Regions from separate parts of the Danio rerio genome. Here region 2 is linked to region 1. A link is a contact called in public Hi-C data. All regions are on one chromosome and are shown on one strand. Each heading gives the region's core, a stretch centred on a gene start, on an enhancer-like site or on the middle of the called end of the contact. The rest is flanking DNA. Distances are from core to core; before and after follow the strand shown.

Evidence for each region. Hi-C and Micro-C count contacts between places; a contact is called where the count stands out from the background.
Region 2: a Hi-C map of embryo shows a contact between it and region 1, with 1.8 times the contacts expected there. The contact joins the enhancer-like site here to the promoter of si:ch211-212o1.2 in region 1. A contact is called at or near these places in 2 of 18 Hi-C or Micro-C datasets (caudal fin and embryo) and 2 of 4 datasets of contacts at active chromatin or transcription factors (embryo and gastrula embryo).

Annotation. Positions count from the first base shown.
Region 1 is chr18:19,383,952-19,388,246 of GRCz12tu, forward strand. It overlaps si:ch211-212o1.2, which reads left to right and starts at 2,112. Exons shown (of 6, transcript NM_001080164.1): 1 at 2,112-2,387. The coding sequence starts at 2,228.
Region 2 is chr18:19,431,941-19,436,235 of GRCz12tu, forward strand. It overlaps si:ch211-212o1.2, which reads left to right. Exons shown (of 6, transcript NM_001080164.1): 4 at 129-273; 5 at 2,078-2,290. Among named protein-coding and RNA genes, the nearest start is that of si:ch211-212o1.2, 48 kb to the left of the region's middle. Within about 2 kb of position 2,116, at least 3 of the 62 cell types and tissues checked have an H3K27ac peak or open chromatin away from gene starts, as enhancers often do.

The DNA of each region.
Region 1 (4,295 bases), core at 862-3,361:
TTTTGCAGTGGTTAGCACTGCTACCTCACAGCAAGAAGGTCGCTGGTTTGAACGCATTCATTTTTGCGTGGAGTTTGCATGTTCTCCCCATGTTGGGTTTGATAAAACTAAAACTGGCCGTATGTATGTGTGTGAATGAGTGTGTATGAATGTTTCCCAGTACTGGGTTGCAGCTGGAAGGGCATCTGCTGTGTAAAACGTATGCTGAATAAGTTTTCGGTTCATTCTGCTGTGGTGACCCCTGATGAATAAAGGGAAAAAGTCGAAGGAAATGAATGATTGAATATTAGCAGCCAATGACTATCAAAGTACAAGGTTGTTTACAGTCAATTAAATAGTGCTAATAATGCTTAAAGTCATACTTGAATGTAATTTCAGAGAGAATATTAAAAGTAGAGTGTTAAACAATATAGAGACCTTGTCACAAGTTGCCACTGAAGAATTGTGCGAATATAAAACTAACATCACCTCAATGTGGATTTTAAGGGTAAATGGAGATTTCTACATGAGGCCAAAGAAATGTCTGGCAGAAATAGAATCAGTCACCATTCAGTGAGTTTATTTTCCATGAGATGAAAGTGAACAGTTCTGCCTTGAGTAAATGATGACGTTATGTTTGCATTGGAGGAACTGTTTATACTTCTTAGAGGTAGCATATTTATAGACATGGGGGCGTTCTTGTTGTGTGTTTAATGCGTATGAATCATTGATTCATGTTCTGTATTTGGTGCAGATGAATAGTGTTTCAGTGTTATGTAAATGTAGTGTGTAAAAGGTATAGTCAATTATAAGCAATTGTAAAAATTGTGTTTTGTATTAATTATTATAATATTCGAGATATGTGTTATGTTAGCAAACCAGTTAAACTGTCTGTCATTCCTGAATATTGTCAGTCTTTACAACATCACAAAACACACGATAAAAGAAAAGATTTTCTATAGTACACTAATTAATATATAATTATACCCTACTGAAAAAAAAAGGCTGGTTGGCTGGTTTTAGCTGGTCAACCAGGCTGGTTTTAGAGGGGTTTTGGCCACTTCCAGGCTGGTTTCCAGCCATTTCCAGCCTGGTCTTAGCTGGTCAGGCTGGGAGATGATCAGCCAAAACCAGCTATGTCCAGCTTTAACCAGGCTGGTCAAGCTGGTTTTAGATGGTTTTAGCTGGTCACTTTCCAGCCTGACCAGCTAACACCAGGCTGGAAACCAGCCCGGAAGTGGCCAAAACCCCTCTAAAACCAGCCTGGTTGACCAGCTAAAACCAGCCAACCAGCCTAGGCCAGTTTAAGCAGTTTTTTTTCATCAGATTCAGGGTAATTACATTAAATTTCCATTTTACAGCATTATATAGGATAATGCTTGACAGATTTGTTTCCAAACAACATGTAAGCAACGTGTATGATGTATACAATTAATATGTTTGCGACAGCTTTAAGCTATTTGTGGAGTTTGTTTGAAATATTTATAAATCATTGTCCATGCCTGTGATCGCCGGTACATAATCAAACAGACACTTGAACATGAGATAGCATGATTATCTTATCTATTTCTTATCAACAGGTAGCACAGTAGTCATGTGTACTCGTATAATTTCACTAGAGGCGTTTGTGTCTTATCAGCGTCTCGAGCACTACGATAGACTCGCATGAGATGTTAGGGACCGTTGGTAAAACCCCAGACATGATTCGCTGACATTAAGGGGCGACGCCAGTATAATCCTACAGATTTTGTAATGTACATTTGATTAAACATCAAAAATCGTTTTGTTGATTATGATAATTCTTAGATAAGAGTAGCCGGTGATCAAAATGGCTTTTTCCTCTCACACTATAAACGCGTCTTTTACGACGGTCCCTAAGATCAGAGCACAGCAGCAGGCAGAGGAAAAGTTTTGCGAATATTCACTTTATTCAGGCTGTCGGACAGTTTAAAGAGCTGCTCAGAGTCCCCGCCGGGAGCAATATTATCTATCATTTGCCTCATGAGATGAAACAAGGTAAATAATAATTATCGAGGTATGTTTGTTTATTATAGCGGAGTGGTAGACAGGCAGTTCGTGCGTATTTTAGTTCCGGGTGTGTTTCGCTGAAGTAGGAACCTCAGTGGGTTTACCAAGAAAGGTGTGTCATTCACCGCTAAACCTGAACCCCTGTGTATTAATTACTAAATGCACGATACAGGGTCATTATTAATGCATTTTCTCTGAAAACTGGCCATCATAAGGGACCATGGCGGCGGCGTTACTGTCAGAGACGGAGATCAGGCATCGGTCTATGGCGGAGGAGGATCCGAACGGGAATGAGCACGGGGCGGCCGCGCGCAGCACCGCACCTCGCTGGGGACCACAGCACGCCGGGGCCCGACAGCTCGCCAAGCTGTACTCTCCGGGTAAGACGAGCACGTCAGCTGTCATTACACACATCTGTGTCAATGTGAATGATCCTTCTACTACTGCACACGGCAGCGTCTACGGGCCAGACTAAGGCCAGGAAAGCACACACACACATCCAAAAGTTGCTTGTAGTCTTATGTGTAGAGGTCAGTTTGAGATCAATATCATGTGACAGCTCCATCAACATAATGTATTGAATGTTGGTGATTGTTTAACATTGAGCTGCGTGTATATGACCCCGTTTATGGGTTGCATGTGTTGTGCATGTGCTACTTTGTAAAACTTGTAATTGCAGCTGTCAGGGCAAAGTGTTCAGAATAAGAGGATCATTTTATAACACTTCAAGGAACTCAAGATTTAACGCTTTGTCACTGTCATATTTTTAACACTTTGTCACTGTCATATTTTTCTAATTTTCCATTTTTATTATTATTTTTTAAAAGTTAATGATATATTTAGCAGGAATAGAATCAGTCAATGCATGTATTTCCATTAAGTGAAGGTGGACAGTTCTGCCCTGAGTAAATGATGAGTGGTGTTGCACACTTTATGCTTTCCTGTGCAAAAGTGGTATATTTTTAGATATGGGGGCTGTCATGTTTTGTGTTTAGTACAAATGAATCATAGCTTCCGTGTCTGTATTTGGTGCATATGAGCAATGGCTCTTTTTTCTTAAATGCAAAATTGTACGTTTTGGTGTTATTTTCAAGTTTGTAAAAGTCATGGACATATATAGACGATTCTAGATGATTTTTATTTTAATTTGGAGATATCCCCCAAATTAAAAAAAATGTAATAAAATTGTTGGTTTAATTCTAAGAATCAGTTACTGATATAAAGATGAAATTGTTCTCCGTGAAATATATGAAATGATATTGATAAAACATTACAGTATGGTCCCATCAATAAAATGTTGTTAATGCATTATTTATTTATGAGGAATTCATTTGTTATTTGATATTGATATTTGATATACATGATATTTAATAATCTTTGTAAATGCTGATTTAATAAAAAGAAAATGTTAACTAAACCTCACTGGTAAAGGAAGTACAGATACACTATTAAAATATGAATCCAGCTTTCCCTGAGCAAAAGTAGTACAGTACTTTTATTTTTAAGGATGTAAAATAAAAAAATGGTTATAAAAGTAAAGATTGGCGATGAATCATATATTTATTCCTAAAATCACTGGACAGACTAGATTATTATTATTATTATTATTATTATTATTATTATAACCTTTATTTTACCAGGTAAGTCACATTGAGATTAAAAATCTCTTTTACAAGAGTGTCCTGGCCAAAATTAGGCAGTATACATGTCACATGGGTCTAACAGACAACAAACAATTGACAGTTAACATGAATCACACTGTTCAATCTGTTTCAATTTCTAAATCATTTATTCTCTTTTTTTTATTGAAAGCATTTACTGAAATAAATTCTTTAAACTGCAACTTTGTTTGTAGATTGTTCCTTGCAAAAGGTGCTGCATATTTAAAACCCTTTTTCCCTATCTCAGTCTGCACTTTAGGAACAGACACTAAATAAATATTCTGTGACCAAAGACCATAGCTAAGGGCTTTTTACAAATGTAAATCTGTAGATATGATGAGAGTAAACCCAATATAGATTTTTAAACAAAGATATGCCAATGCTTGAACCTACAAGTAGAAATTAGAACTATATAGAGCAGTGGTTCTCCAACTTTTTTTTATGTAGTACCACCTCAAAAAATTATTGTTTCTCCTAGTACCACCATAATAGGCACTATTGAAATACAGTAGCACACAATGAAACAGCAACAGCACTGCACAGTTGAAAAAATTAGGCAGATTAATTCCTATTACTAATACTATTTATTATTGTCAGCCACTTTAAACATTATAAATAGTTTGAACA
Region 2 (4,295 bases), core at 866-3,365, 48 kb after region 1:
TCATTACCACTGGGTAATGGATCTAAATCACAGTCCCAGACACCCCTACCCATTTTTTTTTTCAATTGAACCTTAACCTCCCTTCCCTCTGCTCCCCCATCTCTCTTTACCTCTCTCTTTCCATTCAGGCATTTATTCGCCCATTCCGGGAGCATCACATTGATCCGACGGCTATCACACGGCATGACTTCATAGAGACTAATGGAGACAACTGCATGATCACCATCCTGCCTCTGGCCCACATGGCCTATAAATTCCTCTCCTACCCACCAGGTACACACACACACACACACACACACACACTTGCATACATCCACTCACTTTTCCATCGTGTGGTGAAAGTGAGTCAGCGTGACTATTTTAGAATCAATGAGTGTGACCCGAGTGAGACTCCTTGTCCTGGAGCCGTCAATGTGTCCCACATTCATCTTAAAATACCTCAAAATTGGGAAATCGACGAATGAGGATATGGTTTGAAAAGGGTAAAATGTTCCCAGTTCCATTTGTACCCTGCATGGGTTACAGGAACAGCTCAGCCAAAAAAAAATTAATTGTCATCTTTTTAACTCATGTTATTCCAAACCTGTGGATTTCTTTCCTCTTTATAAAAGCAGAGGAGAAGTGTAGTTTAATGTCTTGAGTGCATCATTTTTTTTTTTTTTTATATGATCGAAGCTAAAAATATAAAGCAGAAAAATACCAGTGTTAGCAGATATTAAAAAACATGCTAAATGAACATACTTGTTTATCTGAAAAGCAATGCATTGTTTTGGTCTGTGTAACCCAGCCCTCTGCCAGTTTACCCAATTATATTTCGGCACCCCGGGTGGCCTTGGCAGAAAAAAACACATGTAACTTCAGTCATGAAGGCTACCTCAGTGTATGAAAGCCTGGCTGAAAATGTGACCTCCGGAGGACAGTAGCAGCCTCCAAAAAAAGAGACGCAGATGTAGTTATTAAAATCCACAAGGATTTGTTTATTTTTAAATTAAATGACTAGTACAAAAGTAAGCATTAGCTGCTGTTGAATTTAGAACTTGGGGTTCGTCTCAATCGGCACCCTTGTTTAGTAGTCAATTCACTAACCAGGTTGGCAGCAATTTTAAGTGCTGTCTCAATTGCAAAATTCTTTCCGTTCACTAAAACTTTTGCACCCTGTTAGGTCCCGCACTGTGAAATTCAAGGCATAGCGATACACATCATGCACCGTTAAAGGAAGTTCAGAAGTGCAAAATATGAATCACGTGGTCTAAACCATCAAACTTAATGACAAATGAGAGATATTTTTCTAAAAACAATCTATTGTTTATTTATTTTTAACATGAACGAACAAAGCTAGGCAAGTTAGGGAAAATCTAGCAAATGTTTATTATTATTTAATTGTTGAAATGTTGCCTGCACATGAAGCAAATCAAATATTTAGCTATAATGTTCTTTTAAAACATATTAAAATAAATAAATGAAAACAATAAGTTTTGTTGTATTTTATAAATTTCAGTTTTGATGATGACGAGGATGTTTTCATGTCATGACCCAATGTGTAGTGAACCTAGCTCCTGTTCTTATCAATGCCCAAATACTTGCACACAACCTACTGATGAAGATCTTCGGGAGCTAGTGGTGCTGATTGAGACACAGCATTGGAATATCACACATGTTGTATGGACCCACTTAATTGGCCTTTTTTTTGGAGCTTGACTGTATTTATCCCTTTTCCCATTTGAGATTTTCCTGTCGTTCACTTGATGCCACAGAATGACTTTTATTCCACTAAAATATCAATCACTGATGATCCGATCAGTCAGAGGGATATAAGGTCAATGTGATTGCTTGACGGTTAGGCTAGTACTTAACTAAAGGGTTGAGGTTTGTCACTTTAAGGCATATCGTATTAATTTGCATATAATTTTCTCTCTCTCTCTCTCTCTCTCTCCCTCTCCCTCTCTCTCTCCCTCTCTCTCTCTCTCTCTCTCTCTCTCTCTCTCTCTCCCCCTCTCTCTCTCTCTATCTCTCTCTCTCCACTCTTATTCCTCTATCTCTCCCTACACCTCTCCCTTACGCTATCTGTCTTTCCCAGATGCCCTTGCAGAGTCCTACCCCTGGGAATGTTTTGTTTTTGCGTTGGCGGTTTTTGTAACCATGACTAATCAGATCCACAAGTGGGCTCACTCCTACTTCGACCTGCCACGCTGGGTCACACTATTGCAGGACTGCCACCTAGTGCTGCCCCGCAAGCACCACCGGATCCATCATGTGTCGCCGCATGAGACTTACTACTGCATCACTACAGGTACACTACTGATAGGCACTCTTAAAGGGCTAGTCCAGCTTCAAAATGGCAATTGTCATCATGCAATAGAATAAATATATATAAACATAAAAAGTGTACATCATAAGTGTCAGTTAACCCTGTTGTGTCATTTGTAAAATTCTCCTTCTGCAGTGTTGTCCCAACACTCTTCTTTTGGGGAGGGCACTTTTAGAGCTAGCTAAAATTATAACTTTCTCTGATTTTGATGGTAATCTAATAATGTGCACCTTTTGTGAAGCTGCTTAGGAACAATTATTATTGTAAGAAGCGCTATAAATTTGTACATGAATTGAATTGAAACAATAGAGGAGGAGTGCCAAACTCAGTTCCTGAAGGGCCGCAGCTCTGCAGAGTTCAGTTTCAAACTTGCTTCAACCTTAAGCACTTACCTGTAGGTTTCAAGTCTGAAGGACTCAATTAGTTTAATCAAGTGTGTTTAATTAGGGTTAAACCTTAACTGCAGAGCTGTGGCCCTCAAGGAACTGAGTTTGACATCCGTGCAATAGAGCATCAAGATGTAATGGTTAATTCCAGTCCTAGTTAGGCTTAGGCACTACACAGAGCCAAGTTTTGTTGTTGTGGATTTTGTAGCTAGAAATATAGATTTGTAGTTACTGGTTAGAAATAGAAATATATTAAATAGATTAGAAACTGTCAAATGTTGAAAAAAGATTCATTTGATCAGAACAGGTCATTCCTGAAGCAGGGAACAGTCAAGGTAAAGGTCAATAAAATTGATCTTGTGCATCTTTAGGAGAGATCCACAATGCACTGTTCGCTTGTAGAGCACAAGCTCCTTCAGACTTATGCTCGCTCCAGAAGTTTATAAACTAGTATTACAGTAAAGTAGTGCAGAGCCAGTGCTTTTTGTTTTTTAATTTTGATGTGAGCAGCAATTAATAGCCAGTGCAGATTGATGAAAAGAGTTGTTTTCATTTTTTTGGGCTTGTTAACTCTCAACGCCATATTCTGGATTAGTTGTAAAAGTTTGATAGGCCTGGCCAAAAAGCCTCTCAGAAGAGCACTGTAATAGTTAGGCCGGAACAGAGCTAGAAGTTTGACCTGTGTAGCATAGGTGGGAGGGTTTTAGGGCCCGGTATACACTAATATGTTTTAGTTGTAAAAATGGTGTTTTAGAGTGAAAAATGATCCACATCCATACTGCCGTTTCATCTAGTGTTTCTGAAAAGATCTCCATTCACACTGCAGCGCTGAAAAGTCACATCACGTGACCACACACACACTCTGGCATGCGCCGAAGCATATGCGCACGTCTAAGCTCCAGGCAGTCAGCGGTTGCTTTGAGCACACCTCCCCAGGTGAGAGCAGCGCTTGTCAGACAGTTTATCAAGCATCTACTGATGGATGTCATCTCACTAATGTTGTTGAACGTGATTTTTAATTCATCTTGTCTCTAAGGACTCTTCTGTCTTTTGAATCTATTACTTTTTCTCAGGTAACACATTTTGGCTGAGCACAAAGATAAGTTAGGCTAATATATTAATTTATGTAACCACATACACTGATTTTGCACATTTGACTGGCTGCTTGCCTTTATTTCCTATATTGTATAAACCTATTGTATTATTGATTGCCATTTTTTATTATTAATTAACTGATATTCAGCAAAAGAGAGGGTATGTTTCAAAATTTTCAGTAAAAATTAAAGGAGGCAGCAATGTTATAGGCTCCATTTTGCTATAAATATACGAACAGTAAAGATAACGGTCAAATAAACATGTAGCTACACGATACCACAACATTTTTAGTGTCTGTTAAGTTGTTAATATCAAAATCAAAATAGGCAGTTTCTTAAATCATGTTTTCATTTTATTGCTAAGAAAAGTGAAACAGCGTAGCCAGGGTGATGTGAATGATGCTATAAAGTACGTTGTTACCTTTGAAGATTTGCCCAACATGTCATCAGGAGTTTGTTTTCCATTTCAAACTTGCAAAGTCTTAATATTTATATATTATATTATGT